3 separate regions of the Arabidopsis thaliana genome follow, and all the other regions are linked to region 3. The links are chromatin contacts, called in public targeted proximity ligation maps. All regions are on one chromosome and are shown on one strand. The core of a region is the stretch at or near the end of the contact, and the rest is flanking DNA. Distances in the headings are between cores, read along the strand shown. Region 1 holds the start of AT4G32910 (nuclear pore complex Nup85-like protein). Region 2 holds the start of AT4G33100 (protein phosphatase). Region 3 holds the start of GLDP1 (glycine decarboxylase P-protein 1).

Region 1 (3,464 bases), core at 451-2,950, 50 kb after region 3:
AATACCTTCATAAAGTCAGGCTTTGCTGCAGAGCATTCACCAAATTTCCCATCTTCTAGTTGTGGCCGCATTCGTGGCATTTTTGAAATGAGAACAGCAACCGCTTCTACCAAACCATTTTCTGTCTATTTCATTAAATTTGTATTACATTATGAATAATCAGAAATCTGTGCATATACAAAAGTACTAGCACGTAGCTAGTCACTTCATATGACATAAATCCCAAAGGACCTAAACATGAACAACTTCATTCTAACCTCACGATGTCCCAGCTGGTCTAGTTGATAAGAACCATGTAGGTGTAACAACTTCACCTGAAAATAAAAAGTATGGGCAGAACATTTCTCAAATTGTAACATTCAAGATCAAATTACAAAGAACCCCCAATCCCAAAAAAAAAGTACTAACCACTATTTCTAGCCAACCAACTGATAAAGCAGAAGCCATCACTTCCCAGTATCTTGGATCATCCTCGATGGCCTGCAATGGCACATAACCCCGTTAAGAAAGTCAGGTTCTTCAATCACTTATTTTCTGAGAACTATCGACTTCTTAGAGATGAGCAAACCTGCAGGCCAACAAGTTCCTTTTGGAAATCCTGGAGCTTTGAGTAGATTGTTGGATGTGAGCTAGAAAGGAGTATATCGTATTCCTGCCATGTTATAAATGGTAGGTAAGAAAACACTAGAAGTTTAAAAAAATAAGATAGCTCAAGTGTCGAAGGTAAAAACTAATTACAGATAACCAATCAACGAGCCGTTCTGGCAACCAAGACAGACATGTCTTATCTGCATAAAATAATTCCATCAACTCCCACGCAGCCTTTAAAGAAGTTGGTTCCTCAGCATTCTGCATATGTATGTTAACAGGAACATCCATTAACAAAGCTCCACACTCAAACCTATACCTCACTCGCGGAGGAGTTAAATTTACAAGTAAAGTTAACCAATTGTAGAACCAGAAAGACCAACGTACCTTTATAACTGATCTCGGGTCTTCAATCAAAGGAGCGGGCAAAGATATTGTATTACTAAGGAGAGATTTAATATCTCTGCTGTATTCCATTACGTACTCCCACCTGATTAAAATTACGACAATCCAGAATTGCTCAAACACGCTTTAGAAGTCTAATCATAAGATAATCCAAAACAGTATTTCAGTATTGAATGGGCAAAATCTGGGAATTTACAAAGAAGATACTCACCACGCAGTCTGATACAGAGAGGAACTCATATCCATCTTAGACAAACTGGAAATTGAGTTTCTTCTGCTCTGCAAAAGCGCGAACGGAGATACCGATCCATAAGCGATCCTTCGCCACTGTGGGTCACTGATTTCGCCATCCTCGCCGCTAAGCCTAACGTTTACGACCTTACCACCAACTTCTCCGTCGTCATCATCGCGTAACTCTGGATTCCTTAAAACCGTGACGCGTAGGTTGTTTCCGCAACCCCAGGAGATGGAGAGCCTGTGAACCGGAGACTTGAGGCCATAGCTTAGAGGATACAACACCGGAGTTTTTTCCTTGGTCGAAAACAGAACCAATTCTCCACCGCCAGATTCCGAAGACATACCCGGCATTTTCGGAGCTCCGATGGTAGAAATGGCCGTTAGGGTTTTAGATTGGGGTTGTAGCTTTTCCGGAGGGAGAAGAACTGAAGTGGAAACAGACCAACAAAAAGGAGCGACGACAGTAAAACGCACCGTGTGTTCGAGAGATATTCTATAGTAATTACATTAGTAGCTATATACTGTTAAAACTTTTCTAATTGGACCATGTATTTTTCCAGAATGTACATTAAGCCCCAAACAACGCGTCGTTTTGTAATCAGAGATATGAACACCCTGACGTTTACGGTTACTAAGGCTGCTCTTATCTCCCTTCTTCATCATACTCATGGGCATTCGATTTTAAAGGCTTAGCTTTGTTCCTCTGTCGCCTTGGAGAATCTCCAGAAGCGTATCATGTGGCCTTCGTCTCGAAACTCTTCGCAGCCTCAAGCTATGGTATTGATTTCGACTTATTTTCCGTCTTTTCTGTTGATAATTTGTTCTTAGTTTTGTTGCTTCTTTTTTGTCAAAATTTATCTCGGGCTGAGGAATTGAGTCTAGTTTGATCAAAACTTCCGAATGGCATCAGTTGGCTAGTGAATTGGAAAACTTGAAACTAAACAAATTACAAATTCTGAGCTCTTTCTTCTTTTGGTTATTGATGTAAGATCAGTTAAGCTCAAAGAGTCAAAGTCTGATTCTTTCTTAATAGTGTACTTTGCTTTAAGTGTAAGTGTTTGGCTTTATAGTGCACAAGTTTCTTATATGTATGTCTATGGTTGATTTGGCAAATAAAATTGAGAGATTTGTGGTGTAAATTTGAATGTTTGCCTCTCAGTTCTCACCACCCAAACGAGAATTTATCATGTTTTTGTCTCTAAAATCTTACTGAGACTGCAACAAACGAGCTTATTTACTCGGTTGTTTCGGTCATGTTCTGAAATTTTCTTGTAGCTTACTAAACCAGCATTCTTGTTGGACAGTTAAAAATGTATCATTGTTTTTTTTTTTCCGGTGAATATGATCAGAGACAAGAAAAGAAGTCGATATCTGTGAGTTTTAGAGCAGAGAATCTCATACCAGGGGTTGTGATAGGATTCATCATAGGTATGATATTGGATTTATCACAGCAAGTGACCTCCCCAGTGAAAAGGAGCAGACTTTTATCCAGCAAGGTCCAGAAGCAGAGTTCTGTACCAGGCAATGGCAAGGACCAAGAGCTTAAAATGGTTTGTCTATCATCTAGTGTAACGATAGTCTCTTGTCTCTGCCCCTAGATTTTATTGGTTTGGAGTAAAATATTATAACTTAAATCCTTATAACAAAACCTAGTGATAATGCAAGCTGATTTATGTTCCAAACCCATCAAATGATTGAAATTTTAGCTTCATAAAAGAGACTTGCATAATCTATACAAGGATGGTGATGAGTTTTCAATGATGTCAGATTTTTAGATTACAAGTTAAAATCAGAACATTTGTGTAACTAATTTGAGCTTGTTCTGATCACAGGTACTGGTAGTTAGGCAAGACTTGAAGATGAGAACGGGCAAAATTGCGTCACAGTGTGCACGTAAGTGTCTTATGAAATGTGTTTGAAATTTGAACACTGGAAGTAAAATGACTTTCTTTTTAATATTCGCAGATGCTGCCACCGGCATGTATGCAGAGTTGATGCAGAGGTAATTTCGTCTGAAATGAGTTGTTTGCTTTGTATGATGCATCAGTCCGGGGTTTATGTTTTTTTTTGTTTTCATCTTAATTCTTTCAGTGACCGATACCTTCTGCGGCGATGGGAGGAAAATGGGCAGCCAAAGATAGTCGTCACTTGCAAAAACCAGCAAGAAATGTAAGCAGGTGAAAATCTTGGGGGATACAAACAAAACGCACTTCAAGACATATTATTACTTTACT
Region 2 (3,445 bases), core at 323-2,822, 40 kb before region 3:
GCTAAAAAGAATGGATAAGGAGATAGTTGCAGTAAAAAAAATCATGGAAGTGACTTATGGGAAAGAAGAAGCAGTGAAGTGGATGGTTTACTGGAGAACCTTCTTCATCGCGGTTGCTGAGCTTTTCGGATACAACAATGGAGAAGAGTGGATGGTTGCACACTTCCTCTTCAAGAAGAAATGATGATGATTTCTTTATTTTTCTTCCAATTTTTCAATAAAGAATACAACAATCCCATTCTACTTTGTATTCTATGATGTTATGGTTTCATACCAAAGGAGTTTGTTCAATCTTTTTAAAGTGACAATGTTATCTCGAAAAACATGGGGATCAAGTATCATGAACTGGATTCTTTTGAATCAGTAGCTTGCTTTGTTGGATTCAGCTCCCCATCTACCTCCAAAATGCGAGTGAGAAGCTTACCATCTAAATTCTCCTGTTTAATTACATGAAAACCGAAAATCAAAACTCAGGAACGAGAAGCTTATCATTTGATTAAAGATCACAGGAAACATGAATAGAGCTGATGAAGCAGAGAAGCAGAGTGAGTTACCGAGAGACAGTCTCTGTATTTTTTCCACTCGGCAACACACTCTTCTTTATCCCATTGGCCTTTAACAAACTTCTCCGAGTACCATCTGCAGAAAAAAATCAAGAAAAAAAGATGCAATTTTTAGCGTTTTGGACAGACAGATAAATACACCAACCAAAGGGAAGAATTAGAAAGGAAAAAGGAATAAGACAATGCCATCCAAATGGTCCAAACCTTTCAAAAGACCAGAAATGAAATCCCTGAAAAAAATACCCATTTGGCTAACCAAAGCTAAACCCTTAAACCCAGCAACTAGCTAAATCCATCAAAAGGAGAAACAAACGAAACTCACTTGTTGAAGCAATTGTGGTAAGCGTTTCGCAAATCGGCGCAGGGAGAAGTAGAGGAGCGAGCTGAAGTTGAATCTTTTTTCTTCAATAAGCCCATTGTCGTTGCAATCACCACTAATACTCTGTCCCACCTTAGCAACTCTGAAAATCCATCTATCTATAATTCAGAAAAAAAAAAAACCTATATCATCACTCTTAAGAAAAGGATAAAAATGTAAACAGTGAGACAATAAGAATCTAACACAACAACAAGCTTCAGAATTCATCACAAACAGAGAAATATAATCCAAGATGACCAAAAGACAACTAAAAGATTCATTTTTGATACTCTAAAAATATAAATGAACATAACCAAAGTTGCAGAAAGAATCAAATAGAGAGATTGTATCAAAAATGAAACTCAGACAATGCAAAGTTTTAAGAAGTATGAAGCTTTTCAAGGATAATAGAATTTCAATACCCAAAAAAAAAAGAAAAAAAATCAGATCTCAGAAGGAAAAAGAATTGAAATTTACCCTGAATTTGATTAAAACGGGATATCCCGTAAAACCTCAGATTCTCCGAGATTGAGAGTCTCTCGTCTAACTCAGAAACCGTAAATTTAAACACCCGACCTAGACGACGACGACGACGAAGCTTGGGAAGAACTCGATTGGAAAGATCCTAACGACGTCGTTTCAGAAGACGAAAACCCTAGGCAAGAAAGAAAACTAAATTAGTCTCGTTGACCAAAAAAAGAAAGAGAGGAAATTAACATTAAAAAAGAGAAACTATACAATTCAAAATTTTAAAGTCTTATTATGATGATATAAATAAGGGAATAAAGATCATCTTCATCTCACTGTTAAGTATAATGGCCGAGCTCCAAGGGACAGAGGCTACAACCTGATGAAGCTACGTGGAACATGGCGGATGCTCCTCGAGAAACGGACACGCCGAGCCAAGAAGATCACCCTGGTCATCAGTACAACATGGGACTCAGGGGATGTTGGGAATCTGATCAAGGAGATGATTGAGGATATAGAACGATTAAATGTGTGTTGTTCAAACTAGATCCGCGGGACTTTGAGTTGACGAGTAGTAGTGACATTGAATCTTCTTATGAACAAGTGTAATCTGATTAAACATTTCTTCACTGGTCAAAACACATTTTGTCATATTCGGCCTAGCTTGGAGATGCTAATGGATAATCCAACGTCATTGAATTTGATAGTGATATTATTGAATGTTTTGTAAATGTTATTAACGTTGCGTCCTCTACTAGAAACGAATCACTCGCGTGGCGTAACATAAAACAATTGCTTACAACCCTCGTATTATAAAAGACAAAACTCCAACAAGAGAAAACAAAAAAAAATCATATCTGCAAGTAATAGAAAATGGATCAGTTCAAAGGTGAGCCTCGTCTACCCAAGTTCGCCGTCCCCAAGCGCTACGATCTCCGCCTCAATCCCGATCTCATCGCCTGCACCTTCACTGGAACTGTAGCCATCGATCTCGACATAGTCGCCGATACTCGTTTCATCGTTCTCAACGCAGCTGATCTCTCCGTCAACGATGCCTCCGTTTCCTTCACTCCTCCTTCCTCCTCTAAGGTCTCTCTATCGCGTTTCTTTTTTGCTGTTATGGATTCCGATTTTAGCAATGTGATTGGAGTTATGGTTTTGAGCTAATTAGCGCCTTGGAGATATTCATTTTCATGATTAGCTTCTTGATCTGAGTATTTGGATATCATCATCTATGATTTTTGATTCCAATGGTAAATTAACTAGAGAGATACAATCACGTTTCAGCCAGACTTTTCTGTTCGACTGAAAAACCAATCCTCAACTTTAGAAAACTGTCATGGATTGGAATTGAATCTGGAATCAGCAAAGATTTAGCTTGTTGTTGCTTCTTATGTTTTGTTAAGCAGGCGCTTGCAGCTCCAAAAGTTGTCTTGTTTGAGGAGGATGAGATTCTCGTGCTTGAGTTTGGTGAGATTCTTCCCCATGGAGTGGGAGTTCTGAAACTTGGTTTCAATGGAGTACTAAATGACAAAATGAAGGGATTCTACAGAAGGTAAAGCAATGAGTTTCGATCTTTTTTTACTGTTAGATAGCTCGAGATTAATTCTAGAACGATCTTGTATTTGTCTTGGTGGCAGTACTTATGAACATAACGGTGAGAAGAAGAATATGGCAGTTACCCAGTTTGAACCAGCTGATGCTAGGAGATGCTTTCCATGTTGGGATGAACCTGCTTGCAAGGTTTCCACTTGTTCTTTCTCATTCCCTCCTCTTTCTATCAGCATGAGTTTATCAAGTTGGTGATTTTGTTCTTCTTCTGTCTTTATCTATCAATATTGACACATTGTTCAACAGGCTACCTTCAAGATTACATTAGAGGTGCCAACTGATTTGGTGGCTCTCTCCAATATGCCAATAATGGAGGAGAAAGTCAATGGGAATCTGAAGATTGTCTCCTATCAAGAGTCACCAATCATGTCTACATATTTGGTAGCAATTGTTGTTGGTTTGTTTGACTACGTGGAAGATCATACATCCGATGGTAAATTAATTT
Region 3 (3,585 bases), core at 782-3,281:
CCAAGTTTAGTTAGTTGCTAATCACTATATAGATTTTGTTATTGAAAAAAATAATAAAATTTATTTTATTGCTTGTTTAAGTAATTATTTAATGTTATCTTCGTAACTATTATATATAGTACTACTTCATGTTCATTCTACCAAAACATTATTAATATGAAAACGAAAAAATAAGATAATTCTAAAATATCATACTATTATTTAAGTTTTCTTCCAAAGATACAAATGACGACTTAAACGCATTGTGGAAACATTTTTTTTTTTTGGTGTGTGTGTGTGTGTTAATATATTTTGACGTTATGTGACTTAGTCAAACCAATCCGTTTATATAATTTCCTTGTATAGTGTCGATGCACAAAATCAATTGATGATACCCTTATATTTTTGTATTCAGATACTTGAAATGGGAATAGTGTCACATTCAATAATCATAGGAATATCGCTTGGAGTATCACATAGCCCATGCACCATACGTCCTCTCCTTCTCGCTCTTTCCTTCCACCAATTCTTCGAAGGTTTTGCCCTCGGTGGCTGCGTCGCAGAGGCCAGACTAACCCCGCGTGGATCTGCCATGATGGCTTTCTTCTTCGCCATCACTACTCCGATCGGTGTAGCGGTGGGAACGGCCATTGCCTCATCTTACAACTCTTATAGCGTTGCAGCATTGGTGGCTGAAGGAGTGCTCGATTCTCTCTCTGCGGGGATACTTGTGTACATGGCGCTTGTGGATTTGATCGCTGCGGATTTCTTGAGCAAGAAGATGAGTGTTGATTTCAGAGTTCAAGTTGTTTCTTATTGCTTTTTGTTTCTTGGAGCTGGGATGATGTCTGCTCTTGCAATTTGGGCTTGATCACTTTTCATTATTACTATTTGTTTATGAAAGTAATAAATTTAGGCATGCCTTTTTCTTTTTTCTTTTGGACAGAATTATTATAGGTATGCCTATCACTCTATTTGTTTCAAAATAATGTTTGTAATCAATTCTATTAGATATTCACTCTTTATCAATCATGTTATATATTTTTGTAGCTGGTAAACAAATAATTAATTTTTGAACAAAAAACAAAAACAAATACAATTAGTTTTTACAAGCAAGTATGCAACTGAAATCCAAAGATTTTCTTGACGCCTTTTCGAGCATATTCTAATCCTTCATTTTGATTTAGCTCAAGAAACGCCATAATAGAACCATATATATGAACTAAGTGTTTTTAAAAAGAGTAGGTCATGACTCATGAGTAATCTTTTCCACGATCTTTAAGATATATTATTCTTGGAAGGTCGAAAACTATAATATTTCATTTTCTGTCGAATATATATATATATGGATGACGATGGTTCCCATGCATGATGAAGAAAAAGACGAACCCTATATTTATCTGTTTAATTAAAATTTTCTTTGTGGAGATAAACTCTCTGTGAAACGCATTCCGCCACCTAATTTATCATATATTTTCATGTGAACCAAAATAATTAAAATTTGTTTGCCATATATATATTTATTTGTTGTTATCTTTCTGAGTGATAAAGGTGACAAACATTTTTGTCCACTGATACCCAATCTCTTCCACTTCAGTTCCCTTCCTTTCAAATTTTATCTCGTGCTTTTACAGCATATCCCACAATTCCTGTAAATTATCTCAAGGATTTGGTGCATAAATTCTATTTTTTCGTACTTTTTTGTTGGATATGTAAATCAGAACCAAAAAAACTTAACATTGATTAAACTTTACAATTTACGTATGTCCCATTAGAGGGGAACTACAGTTTTTGTAGGAAAATAAGAAATTTGCGAACTAAAGACACTAAATAATCCTACTTTTAAAATCACAATAGTTAGTACTCAATAAAAAATATTGTATATTGTTGTGAAAAAATGTAAATAGTTTGGAGAAACTGCTACTAATAAACAAATAATTAAGAGATGTCGGAGATCCAATTTAATCATAAAAATAAAATGATTAGCACAATATTGCACTACTGATTTAGATGCGATACACGTGGAATCTGCAACTTTTCACCAACCACATCCGAGCCTACACCACGAAATTTGAGGATTTTTATTTATTTCCCAAAAATTTCTCTGTATTTATAAACTAACTATTTCTTGGGACGTGAATATACACATTTTATATTCAACGGTCCGTGAGTGTATATTGTATATACTCTCTCTCAGATTCCCTCCTTGTAGCTAGCTTCTACCTCCTCCTTTCATTCATGGCGAAAAACTAAAAAAGACATCCATCTTTCTCAAAACATCTCTCTTACTCTCTTCGTTTTCTGACTGCAACCTTTTTTCCCAATGGAGCGCGCAAGGAGACTTGCTTACAGAGGAATCGTCAAACGTCTCGTTAACGACACAAAACGACACCGTAACGCTGAAACACCTCACCTTGTTCCTCACGCTCCGGCGAGGTATGTCTCTTCCCTTTCCCCTTTCATCTCCACCCCTCGATCTGTCAACCACACGGCGGCTTTCGGGAGGCACCAGCAGACGCGTTCCATCTCCGTCGATGCTGTTAAACCCAGCGATACTTTCCCTCGTCGTCACAACTCTGCAACACCAGACGAACAAACCCACATGGCTAAATTCTGTGGCTTTGACCATATCGATTCACTCATCGATGCTACGGTGCCCAAATCGATTCGATTAGATTCCATGAAGTTCTCCAAATTCGACGCTGGTTTAACCGAGAGCCAAATGATTCAACACATGGTTGATTTAGCTTCCAAGAACAAGGTTTTCAAATCCTTCATCGGGATGGGTTACTACAACACTCATGTCCCTACTGTCATTCTCCGTAACATCATGGAGAATCCAGCTTGGTACACTCAATACACTCCTTATCAAGCTGAGATCTCTCAAGGTCGTCTCGAATCGCTCCTCAATTTCCAGACCGTGATCACAGATCTCACGGGTCTTCCTATGTCCAATGCGTCGCTTCTGGATGAAGGCACTGCTGCTGCGGAGGCAATGGCCATGTGTAACAACATTCTTAAGGGTAAAAAGAAGACCTTTGTCATTGCTAGTAACTGTCACCCTCAGACTATTGATGTTTGTAAGACTAGAGCTGATGGGTTTGATTTGAAAGTTGTCACCTCTGATCTTAAGGATATAGATTACAGCTCTGGTGATGTTTGTGGGGTTCTTGTTCAGTATCCTGGTACTGAAGGTGAAGTCTTGGATTATGCTGAGTTTGTTAAGAATGCTCATGCTAATGGTGTTAAGGTTGTGATGGCTACGGATTTGCTGGCTTTGACTGTGTTGAAACCTCCTGGAGAATTTGGGGCGGATATTGTTGTTGGCTCTGCTCAAAGGTTTGGTGTTCCGATGGGTTATGGTGGTCCTCATGCTGCGTTCTTGGCTACTTCACAAGAGTATAAGAGAATGATGCCTGGGAGGATTATTGGTATTAGTGTTGATTCTTCAGGAAAGCAAGCTCTGCGTATGGCTATGCAGACTAGAGAACAGCATATTAGGAGGGACAAAGCCACTAGCAACATCTGTACTGCTCAAGTAATTACTTCTTAGTATCTGATTACTCATTTTTCACTTTTCACTATTAGTTCGTTCAGATAACTAGA

Evidence for each region.
Region 1: a contact with region 3 is called in a targeted proximity ligation map of shoot, with 11 read pairs.
Region 2: a targeted proximity ligation map of shoot shows a contact between it and region 3, with 16 read pairs. A contact is called at or near these places in 4 of 26 Hi-C or Micro-C datasets (callus, leaf, root and 1 more) and 2 of 2 datasets of targeted methods (seedling and shoot).

What each region holds. Positions count from the first base shown.
Region 1 is chr4:15,879,481-15,882,944 of TAIR10.1, reverse strand. AT4G32910 (nuclear pore complex Nup85-like protein) reads right to left here and starts at 1,700. Exons shown (of 18, transcript NM_119444.4): 1 at 1,205-1,700; 2 at 976-1,078; 3 at 739-849; 4 at 569-652; 5 at 409-480; 6 at 258-314; 7 at 6-125. The coding sequence starts at 1,581. AT4G32900 (Peptidyl-tRNA hydrolase II (PTH2) family protein) reads left to right here and starts at 1,904. Exons shown (of 8, transcript NM_202942.5): 1 at 1,904-2,007; 2 at 2,580-2,780; 3 at 3,063-3,123; 4 at 3,196-3,232; 5 at 3,322-3,399. The coding sequence starts at 1,966.
Region 2 is chr4:15,969,236-15,972,680 of TAIR10.1, reverse strand. AT4G33100 (protein phosphatase) reads right to left here and starts at 1,572. Exons shown (of 4, transcript NM_119464.3): 1 at 1,399-1,572; 2 at 886-1,040; 3 at 555-639; 4 at 192-437. The coding sequence starts at 980. The coding sequence ends at 339. APM1 (aminopeptidase M1) reads left to right here and starts at 2,124. Exons shown (of 18, transcript NM_119463.5): 1 at 2,124-2,478; 2 at 2,799-2,944; 3 at 3,030-3,132; 4 at 3,247-3,433. The coding sequence starts at 2,263. It overlaps AT4G33110 (S-adenosyl-L-methionine-dependent methyltransferases superfamily protein), which reads left to right. Exons shown (of 8, transcript NM_001203967.1): 8 at 1-236. The coding sequence ends at 184.
Region 3 is chr4:15,929,868-15,933,452 of TAIR10.1, reverse strand. GLDP1 (glycine decarboxylase P-protein 1) reads left to right here and starts at 2,031. Exons shown (of 14, transcript NM_119455.3): 1 at 2,031-3,517. The coding sequence starts at 2,303. ZIP9 (ZIP metal ion transporter family) reads left to right here. Exons shown (of 4, transcript NM_001342195.1): 4 at 395-1,033. The coding sequence ends at 850.